Regions from separate parts of the Mus musculus genome. Here region 1 is linked to region 2. A link is a contact called in public HiChIP or PLAC-seq data. All regions are on one chromosome and are shown on one strand. Each heading gives the region's core, a stretch centred on a gene start, on an enhancer-like site or on the middle of the called end of the contact. The rest is flanking DNA. Distances are from core to core; before and after follow the strand shown. Region 1 has its middle 89 kb from the start of Gm31887. Region 2 overlaps Gm31887 (a long non-coding RNA gene).

Region 1 (6,884 bases), core at 2,416-4,915, 120 kb after region 2:
ATGGTTTAGCTCCCTTGTCAAAGATCAAGTGACCATAGGTGTGTGGGTTCATTTCTGGGTCTTCAACTCTATTCCATTGGTCTACTTGTCTGTCGCTATACCAGTACCATGTAGTTTTTATCACTATTGCTCTGTAGTACAGCTTTAGGTCAGGCATGGTGATTCCATAACTCAAAACATCCAGGAAATCCAGGACACAATGAGAAGACCAAACCTACAGATAATAAGAGTAGATGAGAATGAAGATTTTCAACTTAAAGGGTCAGCTAATATCTTCAACAAAATTATAGAAGAAAACTTCCCAAACCTAAAGAAAGAGATGCCCATTAACATACAAGAAGCCTCCAGAACTCCAAATAGACTGGACCAGAAAAGAAGTTCCTCCTGACACATAATAATCAGAACAACAAATGCACAAAATAAAGATAAAATATTAAAAGCAGTAAGGGAAAAAGGTCAAGTAACATGTAAAGGAAGGCCTACCAGAATTACACCAGACTTTTCACCAGAGACTATGAAAGCCTGAAGATCCTGGACAGATGTTATACAGACACTAAGAGAACACAAATGCCAGCCCAGGCTCCTATACCCAGCCAAACTTTCATTTTCCATAGATGAAGAAACCAAAGTATTCCAGGACAAAAACAAATTCACACATTATCTTTCCTCGAATCTGGCCCTACAAAGGATATATTGGATACTTACATAGAGATATGTGTTGAGCATCTTTACAAGTATATACAGAAACCTCTGTCCCTTCTTTCTCTTGTCCTGAGCTCTAGATTTCCTCTGGGTCAGTGATGGGAAGTGATTAAATCTGAATGGTAGTCATAGTAGATTTAAGTCCTTCTCTGTTAATAGTAATTCTGGGTGCAGAATAACCTCTATGAATCTAAAGGGCTACAGAGGTCATCATGTGCCTCCTAGATTGGCCTTAGCTCTGTCTTCTCTTAGCAACCAGAGAGGAAGCAGAGCTGAACAGGGCCAACTGATAAGACTGTAGCTCAGTCTTGCCCTAAACTTGTCCTTCCATCAACTTTAGATACTATTTCTCTGCTTCTACAAGATGAAAGACAATCTATGCCATGAAAAAGGCAATAAATTAGGGGATTATTGTTGTGTTCAAATGGAATCAAGATTGATAATTTGAAGTAAAATTAAATTCAGAATGACATTTTATGAGAGTTTATTCACATGTAGGTGTTCTGTCTACAAACTGTAAGAGGATCAGTAGCAAAGATATGATGGTAAGTTATCTATACACAAACCTCTCTCCCTCTCTCCCCTACTTTCCCTTTCCCTCTTTCTCTCTCCCTATCCTTCTCTCCTTCTCTCCCTTCTCTCCTCTCTCTCCTCATTTCCCTCTCCATCTCCCTCTCCCTCTCTCTGTGTATTTATGTATGTATATGAAAAAAAGAAGAAGATCAAATTTATGTTTATTACAATTAGTTTTATGTTAACTGGACACAAGCTATAGACATTTGGGAAGAAAGACTCTCAATTGAGAAAATGCCTCCATTAGATTGGCCTCCTGGCAAATCTGTGCAGCATTTTCTTTGTTGCTGATTGATGTGGAAGCACCCATTTCACTATGAGCATTAGCACTCCTGTGCTGGTAGTCCTGGGGGCTACAAAGAAGTATGGTGAGTTAACTATGGGAAGCAAACTTATAAACATCATTCCTCCACTCCTACTCCATTAGTTCCTGCCTTGAGATCCTGGTTTCTTCACATTATAGACTGTAATATAGTACTCTCACCTAAATGACCTCTTTCCTCAGTATGATGCTTTTAGTCGTAACATTTTGTCACAATGATAGAAAGAAAACCAAGACTGGTAGATAGATACATAGGTTCATAGGATGCATGCATGCTACACATCGTTTACAATAGAATATAACATGTTCTGTACATTTTCAAAATGCCAGATACTAGGCCAAATGACAGAGGACTCAAGAGTCAATGTGGTAATCATAGTCTTTGTTTTCTGTGTAAGAAGATAACGATGTGGGATCACTGAGTTTGGAGTAGGGTTACTCAGCCTTGCTTATCTTCAGCAGCCTTTTTCTCTAGACCCTCAACAGCTGTAAAAGAAATTGCAGAGACCATTGTGTGACTGCCACTGAGTTTATAATTCTCACATTCCCAAAAGAAGTTTGCCAAGAGCCCTAGTTAAGGGTTGAAGCAGGCTAGTCCTATAAGATGGACAGAGCTTAACTAAAGGGACAAACCTTCCTCCTCAGCTCTGCCCACCCAAGGAAACCTGACTGCAAGTATGCATTGACTGCTAATCAACTACCTCTGACTCTCTCCCCCTCCCCACCTCTCCACCCTCGCTTTCACTCTCCCCTCCCCCTCTTTTCCCCTCCCCCTCTCTGTTCCCTTAGTGACTGAACTTTCTTGAGAAACCCCACTATGCACAAGTTATAGGATGTGGGTCTTTGGAAAACTGATGTAAGGATAAGCCATTTGTCCCCTAGGAACTGACTTAGGGCCATGGATGGAAGCCATGATGTTGGTCTTTGCTTTCTTTCCTCACTCTCTGTTACAGAAGAACCACTCAACACAGCAGTGAGCTATCGGACCAGAGCCAGAGCTGTGCTAAGCATCATTTGGCATGCAGACAACTTGCCTTCACTCTGCTGAAGACCATGCTTTACCAGCCTCTAACTCCTCCTGAACTACATGCAAGGGCTAGCCTTGGCCAGTTATAAACTAATTACTGATACCAGTTAGATCATCTTTGTTCACATTTAAGGTCTATGTCTTTCCTCAAATCCCTGAACTATTTCTAATAAATCCCAGAGTTATCCTTTCAAAATCAGTCATGATTTCTAGATCAGTACTATTCTGTATGATTTTCTTTCTAACCCAGAACATTTGGTCTGAATTAGGGCACTTCCACAAACTGTTCTTCAAAATCCACCCCTAAAGTGTTAGCTGCCTTTGGTTCCTGCTTCACTGATTCTGAACAGCCACTTACCATCCTTGACTTTAGTTATATTTGAGAGGAGAGAGGAGGGATTCTGAGACATTTCAAGCCACTTCTCTTGGATGCTTTCTGGGATCATATGCAGCTGTCCGCAGACCACTGCAAGCTTGCCTAAAGAGGGCCTTAGGTACATGTGCACACAGCAGAGAGTGTCTCCTCCAAAATCCAAGGCTTACTACTGTGGTCTACTCTGCTGACTGCAGGGACATGTATGTCAGCTCATTCTCACTGCCAATACTTCACTCTTCAATTCTGGTACATCCTGCCCTAGACATTTTTCACAATCTCCAGCCTTTCCCACTCTGAGTAATGTCCTCAACCTTGGTCCTCTACCAATTGTCTCCCCAAATGTACAGATCTCATCTGTCCACTTCCAGGATTAGAGTTCTCTTGTTCTGGCATGTGAGCATGAAGTCAAATTTCCAGAACCCTGGCACTCTGAAGTGCCTCCTCTCCTCCTGACTTTTCCATCTTCAACTTCTCCCTACCCAGAATCCCATGTTTTGAATGCAGGGCATGTCTGGCAGCTTTTCCTAGCTGAGTGCTGCATAACTCTGTCTTCCTGGCTAACTCCACTTCCTCTGTAGTCTCAGCTGCATCACTGTCTCCTCCAGGTACCCTCTCTCCTGGAAAGTCAGAGGGAGAGGCCTCCAATTGCTACACAGTAGTGCCCCCTTGTGTCATCTTCTGTCACAGCCTTCTGTCACTGTGTTATGTGTTATTCTGTGTATATCATGTATACATAAAGCAACAGAGAGGTTTGCTATGTGGTGCAGGAAGGTTGGGAATGCACACTGCCTTTCTTTTAGTTTTAGTTATTGGCTTATTCTTTTAATGCATGTGTTCTCATGTAGACAGATCCACACGTGCATCCACACATGCACCACTGTGGCACTGAGGACAATCATGACTACTGATCTTTAGGCACCGCCCATCTTGATTTTTGAGATGAGTCCTCTCCTCAGCCTGGAACTTGCACATCTATACAGGCTAGATGGTCAGGGAACTTCAGGGTTTCACCTAACTCCACCTCAACTCTAAGTTTATAAGAAATCTCATGTATGGAATAAAAAGAGCCCAAGTGGTGAACTGTGGAATGAGAATTCTATCGGTGCTGCAGAATTGTATAATTCCCAAGGATTAGATGAAATGAGGGCAGGGCACAGAGCCCTTTCCTCACTGAGGAACACTTGGAAATCAATATGTGCTGAAAGAGAAGAGTCATTTTCTTCTTCCACATATTCCTTGTGTGTGTGTGTGTGTGTGTGTGTGTGTGTGTGTGCGCGCGCGTGCGTGCGTGCGTGTGTGTTGCACTACCTTTACTCATTCATCCAAATACAGAATTATGAGCTTTTCACATCCTCTCTCTGGGATAAATGCTCACAAAACATGAGAGAGCACACATCCCTTGGCAAACTCAAAAGTCATTTAATTTTCTTTGGTTTTCCACTTGGGAAATTAGCAGCGGTGTCTCTTGGCAGGTCTACTCCTGACTGCCTGAGGTCTCTCCACTATGATTTCTATAAGGGCTTCACCAATTCCTATTACCACCAACAGGGCAGAAAGAAGGCTTCTTTTCACCTCATCCTTATCAGCCACTATTCTCTTTGACTGTTAGTACCTTCCTATCCGGAGTGGTGTGGGCAGCTTTCTAGGATGTGGGAGGCATGTCCTACACTGCTTCTCACTGAGAGATCCCAGAGCCAAGACAATGAAGATGGAGGCAGAACTCCTGCTTCAGATATCTCACTCTACTTCACTTTGTTTTCAATTCTTCTTTCTACAAGATTAATTTTACTTTTAGTTGTGTGTACATGCTAGTTATGTGTACATACATTTTAGTGATGTGTAAATAAATAAACATAATTTGTGTCTCGCTGTGTGGGCACATGCACTTTGGATTGCAGGAGCCTGCAGAGGCCAGAAAAGGGTCATGATCCCCCGAAGCTGGACTTCCAGGCAGTTGCAAGCTACCCAAGTTGAGGTAGCAGCCCAACTCCAGTCTTCTGCAAGAGCAGCACACACTCTCTTTGCCACCTTCATGTCATTCACTCAAAGAAAAGAAAGTGTAGTGGCTCCTTCACAGGAGCAGGAGGATAAGGCAGCAGAGGAGGGAGGACTCAAAACAGCCACTTGCACAGGCATTTTTGTGTTCTCCACATACGTTTCCTGTCATCTGCAAATCAGCTGGCATCTCCTGAACACCTGTGCCTGTTGCCCACAGGCCAGGCCTTCATCGGTGGCTCACTTCATCCAATCCTTGGGAATAATACAACTCTTCAGCACAACTAGCACTCTCAATCATCATCATCATCATCATCACCATCATCACCATCATCACAATAGTAACAAGTCAGCCACGTAGTGACACAGGCTTATAGACTATCCATCTTAGAGGACTGAAACAGGGATATATCTTGAGTATAGAATGGAGACCAGCCCAGGCACCAGAGTAAGTTTTTGTTTCAGAACAGATAAATGAAAGTAAGTAGGCAGGTGAGAGTGTGGACTACAGAAGTGACATAGCTTCTGGGACAGGCCCCGTTTCAGGCTCCAGACATTCTGGCACCTTCTCTACCAGAGGAGCCTGGGAGGGCTCTGCTGGAGCAGGTGGGGGAGCCATCTTGGGTTGAGGATCTCTCAGAGACTAGTCTGGGCAGGTGAGAGTGCAGACTACAGAATCATCACAGCTTCTGGGACAGACAGAAGCAACACAGCTTCTGGGACAGACTGTGTTTCAGGCTCCAGACATCCGGGCACCTTCCCCACCAGAGGAGGGGTGTCCAGTGTCTGCCCGGAGGGCTCTTCTGGAGCAGGTAGGGGAGCCATCTTGGGTCTCAGAGACTAGTCTGCACAGGTAGAGTGCGGACTACAGAAACTGCACAGCTTCTGGGACAGGCAGAAGTGACACAGCTTCTGAGATGGGCCCTGTTTCAGGCCTTCGTCTTCAGCCAGGAGGCAGGTTTGAACGCTAGATATCTGTTCACTTTCCCTGCAAGCAGGAGAGCTTGCCTGCAGAGAGTACTCTAACCAATGAGACACAGGAGGGAGCTAGACTCCCAGGTCTGCTGACAGAGGATAACAGAATCACAGGAGGAACAAGCTCCAACCAGAGACAACTATAACAACTAACTCCAAAGATTACCAGATGGTGAAAGGCAAATAAAAGAATCTTACTAACAGAAACAAAGACCACTCACTGTCATCAGAACTCAGCAATCCCTCCTCAGCCAGTCCTGGATAACCCAACACACCTGAAAAGCAAGACTGGGATTTAAAATCATATCTCATGATGCTGGTAGAGAAAATCAAGAAGGGCTTTAATAACTCACTTAAAGAAAAACAGAAAAACACAACCGAACAGGTGATGGGATTGAACAAAACCATCCAAGACTTAAAAAAGGGAAGTAGAAACAATAAAGAAAACCCAAAGTGAGGCAACGCTGGAGATAGAAACCCTAGGAAAGAAATCAGGAACCAGAGATGCCAGAGCATCAGCAACAGAATTCAAGAGATGGAAGAGAGAATCTCAGGTGCAGAAGATTCCATAGAGAACATGGGCACAACAATCAAAGAAAATGCAAAATGCAAAAAGATCCTAACTCAAAACATCCAGGAAATCCAGGACACAATGAGAAAACCAAACCTATGGATAAAAGGAGTAGATGAAAGTTAAGATTTTCAATTTAAAAGTCCAGCAAATATCTTCAACAAAATTATAGAAGAAAACTTCCCAAACCTAAAGAAAGAGTTGCCCATGAACATAAAAGAAGCCTACAGAACTCCAAATAGACCGGACAAGAAAAGAAATTCCTTCTGACATACAATAATCAGAACAACAAATGCACTAAATAAAGATAAAATATTAAAATCAGTAAGGGAAAAAGGTCAAG
Region 2 (6,232 bases), core at 361-2,860:
CAGGCAGATTCCTGCGTTCAGGGTCAGCCTAGGACACAGCACAGTTAGGCTCAGGTGTGGTAGAAATGGTAATTTCAGGACAAGGTCCCACGCAGCTAGCTCACCATCTGTGCTTACCAGGCAAGCAAACCTCTGAATTCTTTTGCAATGTTTAAAGAGAATATGTGCTTACTGTCTCCGAGGAATTAAGGGGCTGGGATCACGAGATGCTGATTCATGGGATACTGAAGTAAATAACGGGACTGATACGTAAAGTAAAAAGACTGGGCTTATGGCCTGCAGGAGACGAGCTATCCAGAGAATATTTTAGGATAGCAAGAGAGACCTGATTAGAGAACTGTCTCAAGCAGAACACAGAGAGAAAGTCTGGAGGTCTCCAGAGAAATCAGATCAGAGGGAAAGAAAGCAGAACAAAGAGAAAGAGAGCTGGAAAGCTATCTCCAGCAGAACATAGGCTGCCAGATTGGACACAAGTCCTTCCCTCCCCCCTCCCCACCGCTGTTCCCAGACAGCCCTTCCTCAGAACTGCCCCCACCCCCCCCCCCGGGCCAGGCTGACGCCGGTCCTTGGAAGCTTCCTGACATCTTCATGCACATATGTGTCCAGGATACACTCAGTTTCCCTGGACATGGCGCCTAGCCCAGACTCCCAACATTGGTGAGAGATACTTCTGCAGCCTGAGAACCTGCAGGTTGTAAGAGCTGCACAGGCACATGGACATGGACAAGCATCGTCTGTTTACCTCCTCGGAGCCCTGTCTCCTCTGCTATTAACTCCTGATTCAGCCTTCTAGGTCAGTAATGGTTTTAGAGTCACTGTTGCTGTCCATGACCTATCCCAGGCTGGCAGGATAAAAAGTCTATTAATGCTAGTTTCTTTTAATCTTCTATAGTGATAACACACAATTTAGCTCCACTGACACCCTTATAATCTCCTAATATAATCCTAAAGTATATTTTGATGGCACCCCCCTCCCCCCTGTACAAACATACTAAATGTCTGTGATGTTTCAGACTCCGTGGTGAGTGCTCTTAATCCTGATGTATTGTGGTCCCAGGAGATAGCTACAAACATTAATGGCCTCACTGTGCCTAAAACATAATACAGGGAGATCAGACACCTACTTACAAGTCAGGAAACCATGGGGAATGCAGTAATTATAATAAATCATGGTAAATAGACTAATTTCTGTACCATTGCTAGGGAGCATCTCATAGGGGTTGAAATAGAAATAGGAAATTGATGCGTTTGCTATAACCTGCACTTGTTGCAATTCTATAATGACAGGGATTCGGGTCTGTTGATATATGGCCTGCACAATTACCGGGAAAGGCAGAAGACATCTATTTTGAAGCCATATCTATTTCCTTAAGCCAGACTTGAACCAAAAGGAGGTCAGGGTCACCATTTAACGGTCTGCTGGTGGTCCGGTCTGAATCCCTGTAAAATAATCACAAGCAAAATGTATACTCAGCAAGCCAATTAGATGCACAGAAAACCTCGGTGCCTACAGGCAGCATCAGTCAACAGAAAGGGCCCAATTCTGCACAGCACCACTAAAAAATACCCATTGCACAGCCAATGCTTCAAACGCTGAAAGAACAGAATTACAATTGCCACATCCTGCCACACTCTCCTGACTTCTAAACAACCAGCAACCACTTCCTCAACCGTCTAGACATTCGGTCAGTAAAGTGGCTCCATAACCAGCAAGATGCAAGGAGGGTTTTCAGCCCATCAGTTCTAAAGGACAGACTGTTACACTACAGAAATAAGCATTTATTTCTCATTAGCAAAACCGTGTTAATGGTAATGGCTTTTATTTCGTTTAATAAAGATGTGCTTAGCCGGGCGTGGTGGTGCACACCTTTAATCCCAGCACTTGGGAGGCAGAGGCAGGCGGATTTCTGAGTCCAAGGCCAGTCTGGTCTACAGAGTGAGTTTCAGGACAGCCAGGGCTATACAGAGAAACCCTGTCTTGAAAAAACCAAAAATAAAATAAAATAAAATAAAATAAAATAAAATAAAAGATGTGCTTAAGCCTAGTTATACAAACTGAAAATTCACAGACCAAAATGACAATTTCTGTTGCACCAATTTAGAAGAAGTCTTGAATCTGAAGATTCTGAAGAAGGAAGAGTTGACAAGAAGGAAAGTAGAAGCCAATGCAGTTGGCATCTATGCCTTTGGCATGATCTCAGTGGTCTGAGGGCTTCTTTGATCTCAGGTAACTAGATGCTCTAGTTTTGTCTTGTACACTGGTGTCCCAGTCTCAGAGTGGCTCATTTCTAACTGTTAGAAGTTTTAGTGAGAAATATTTTTTTGAATATTTCAGTGTAAATGCTAGAAGCAAGCATGACTACAGGATTGTTATTACTTCCAGGTGCTCCACCCCACCCTGTTGATAGCTAAAAATAAGTATTGAAAGAAATTTAATGTAAATTATATTTTATATATTTTACTAAAATAGCTATATTTAGTATTTGTATTTTTAATTTCCCCTTTTTCTTTCTTCTTTCCAAACACTCCCTTATGCCTCCTCCTTTCTCTCTCAAATGTATGACCTCTTTTCTAATTGACCATTGTGTATACACATATATTCCTAAATGTAATCTACTAAATCTATATAATGCTACCTATATGTCCATTTTCAGGAATGGCTATTTGGTGCTGGATAACCATTAGTGAGTTCTTCCCCAACTCTCAGATTCCTTAGTTGCCTAAAACAGTTGTGTAGGATTGAGGCCTCTTGCTGCTGTCCTTCTTCAGCTCCTCGAGATAAGACTTTATGGGAGTGGCTTCTGAAATTTCTAAGAGACACAATCTTTCCATTCTTCTGGCTCTGACAATCTTCCCACTCCCTCTTCTACACTGATCCCTGAGCCATAGATATGTACTATTTTCTATATGTATTCACTGGGATAGACTCGATTATCCTGCAGTTTGACTGGTTATGGCTTTCCATATTGTTCTCTGTTGCAAAGAGACATTTCCTTGATGAGAGGTGGAGACTGCATTTATCTGTGGGTATAAAGACAAGTAATTATAATATGTTTAGGGATTATGCTGGTTTAGTGAAATGGTAATTGTGCTTCTCCTCCAAGATACAGGACTTCACTACCTCTGTGTAGCTGGCTGCATTTCTAGTACCTGGCATGATTTCTCTCTTGTTGAGTGGGTCTTAAGTCCAATTAAAGTTGTTGGCACCACCAGGGCATGAACACCACCACTTTATCATGAGGTATTTTGCCATACTGGTCATTGCTCTGCCATTTTGGACGAACATTTTTGTCCTTCATATATTCTTGTTGTAAATCCTCTGTCTGACATGTAGGTGGCAAAAAATTATTCTCATTGTGCAGGTTACCTCTTCACTCAATTAACATTGAATAGTCCCTACTGGTGTCTTTATCTTGAAATGTATTCTCTACTTTTTGCTCTGAAGTTCAAAGCTTTAATCTTATAGTGGGTCCTTGATCCATTTGAAGTTGATTTTCAAAGTGAGAGATAATAATCAAGTTTCATTATTCTAGATGCCATCTGCCATCATCCTTTCTTGGAACTATTTGCTAAGTTAGGGTTAGGGTTAGGGTTTGTATATGTGGATATCTGAGGTTTTTATATAAACATAACTATAACAATAATGCCAATAATAATAAATGACAAAAATAAATACTTCTGGTTGTAAATGTGTTACACTTATCATGTGTTGATTTAATCATGATTTTAAAAAATCCCATTAGCAGACATGTTCCTTCTGGTTTGCACCTATGCCTGGGAGTGGAGCCTATGTTTCAATATTCCCCATACCCACACACATCCAGAGAAATCTCCACAACCCTGCCCCACCAGAATTCTGACAAACTTAGGATCTCAAGAGTAGACCCTGTGCTCTGGCTCTCCACACACTCTGCCCACATCCAGAGGCAGGTTGACACCCCCCAGGATTTCTGACATAACACAGGCTCTGAGATCACAGGCTCACAGAAAGGACAGGCTCCAGTCAGAGACAGCAAGGCCAATTAACACCAGAGATAAGGAGATGGTGAGAGGCAAACACAAGAACATAAGCAACAGAAGCCAATGTTGTTTGGCAACATCAGAAACCAGAACTCTCACAACAAGCATCTTTGGATACGCCATCAAATCTGAAAAGCATGACTCAGACCTAAAATCCTATCTCATTAAGATGAAAGAGGACTTTGAGAAGGACATAAATAACTCCCTTAAAGAAATACAGGAGAACACAGTTAAATAAGTAGAAGCCCTTAAAGAGGAAGCACATAAATCTCTTAAAGAAATACAGGAAAACACAATCAAACAGGTGAAGGAAATGAAGAAAACCATCCAGGATCTAAAAATGGAAATAGAAACACTAGCAAAAACACAAAAGGAGACAACCCTGGAGATGTAAAACCTAAGAACGAGAACAGGAACAACAGATGCAAGTATCACCAACAGAATACAAGAGATAGAAGAGAGAATCTCAGGCATAGAAGATACCATAGAAGACACTGATACAACAGTTGAAGAAAGTACAAAAAGCAAAAAGCTCCTATCTCAAAACATTGAAGAAATTCAGGACACGATGAAAAGACCAAGCCTAAGAATAATAGGTATAGAAGAGAGTGAAAATTCGCAACTCAAAGGGCAAGAAAACATCTTCAACAAAATAATAGAAGAGTTCCATCTGCACCTGGGAGCTAAGGCTGTTCCACAGCTCTCCACACACAAATCCCGCCAGGAGAGAACTGGTCTCCCAGGAGTGCTCTCACTCCTAAGCTCAGAGGTGAGATCACCACTTTCACTCCAATAACTGTCCAAAGTAGACCAGCCAGGAGCCCACCCTGTACAGGAATAGTGGAGCACCTGTGGATAGGATCCTTCCAGTCTCTACCTGCATCCAGGAGCTAAGGCTGTTTCACAGCCCTCCACACACAAATCCTACCAGGAGAGAGCTGGTCACCCCAGAAGTGCTGACACACCTCAGATCACAGGCTTACAGGCCCACAGGAAGGACAACAGAGAGAGAGAGAGAGAGAGAAAGAGAGAGAGAGACCAATTAACACCACAGATGACCAGATGGCAAGAGGCAACCTTGCCAACAGAAACCAAGGCTACTTTGCATCACCAGAACCCAGTTCTCCCACACAGCAAGTCCTAGATACCCCCAACACAGTGAATAGGCAAGATTCAGAATTAGAATCATATCTCATGGTGATGATAGAGGGCTTTAAGAAGTTCATAAATAGCCTTGAAGATATAGGGACGGGGGAAAACTCCTGAACAGAATAGCAATGGCTTGTGCTGTAAGATCGAGACTTGACAAATGGGACCTCATAAAATTGCAAAGCTTCTATAAGGCAAAGGACACTGTCAATAAAACAAAAAGGCCACCAACAGATTGGGAAAAGATCTTTACCAATTCTAAATCTGATAGGGGACTAATATATATACTCAAGAAAGTTGGACTCCAGAGAACCAAATAACCCTATTAAAAATTGGGTACAGAGCTAAACAAAGAATTCTCAACTGAGGAATACTGAATGACTGAGAAGCACCTAAAAATGTTCAATAACCTTAATCATCAGGGAAATGAAAATCAAAACAACCCTGAGATTCCACCTCACACCAGTCAGAGTGGCTAAGATCAAAAACTCAGGTGACAGGAGATGCTGGCAAAGATGTAGAGAAAGAGGAACACTCCTCCATTGCTGGTGGGATTGCAAGCTGTTACAACCACTCTGGAAATCAGTTTGGCAGTTCCTCAGTAAATTGGACATAGTACTACCATAAGATCCAGCTATACCACTCCTGGGCATATACCCAGAAGATGCTCCAACTTGTAATAGGGACACATGCTCAACTATGTTCATAGCAGACTTATTTATAATAGCCAGAAACTAGAAAGAACTCAGATGTCCCTCAACAGAGGAATAGATATAGAAAATGTGGTACATCTATACAATAGAATACTACTCAGCCATTAAAAACAATGAATTCATGAAATTCTTAGACAAATGGATGGATCTGGAGGATATTATCCTAAGTGAGGTAACCCAATCACAAAAGAACACACATGATATATACTCACTGATAAGCGGATATTAGTCCTGAAGCTCAGAATACCCAACATCCAGTTTGCAAACACATGAAACTCAAGAAAAAGGAAGACCAAAGTGTGGGCACTTTGAGCCTTCTCAGAAGGGGGAAAATACCCATGGAAGAAGTT

What was found. HiChIP or PLAC-seq counts read pairs in DNA pulled down with a chosen protein or histone mark.
Region 1: a RAD21 HiChIP or PLAC-seq map of pro-B cells shows a contact between it and region 2, with 9 times the contacts expected there. The contact joins two enhancer-like sites. A contact is called at or near these places in 4 of 15 datasets of contacts at CTCF or cohesin (CD8 T cells, the G1E-ER4 cell line, large pre-B cells and 1 more) and 1 of 115 datasets of contacts at active chromatin or transcription factors (T-cell acute lymphoblastic leukemia).

The regions. Positions count from the first base shown.
Region 1 is chr13:19,279,701-19,286,584 of GRCm38.p6, forward strand. It overlaps Tcrg. Among named protein-coding and RNA genes, the nearest start is that of Gm31887, 89 kb to the left of the region's middle. Within about 2 kb of position 3,666, at least 4 of the 459 cell types and tissues checked have an H3K27ac peak or open chromatin away from gene starts, as enhancers often do. A contact at or near this core is called in CD8 T cells and pro-B cells, where this site is marked.
Region 2 is chr13:19,160,686-19,166,917 of GRCm38.p6, forward strand. The region is part of intron 3 of Gm31887 (a long non-coding RNA gene); the gene reads right to left. Among named protein-coding and RNA genes, the nearest start is that of Gm31887, 30 kb to the right of the region's middle. Within about 2 kb of position 1,611, at least 29 of the 459 cell types and tissues checked have an H3K27ac peak or open chromatin away from gene starts, as enhancers often do. A contact at or near this core is called in CD8 T cells and pro-B cells, where this site is marked.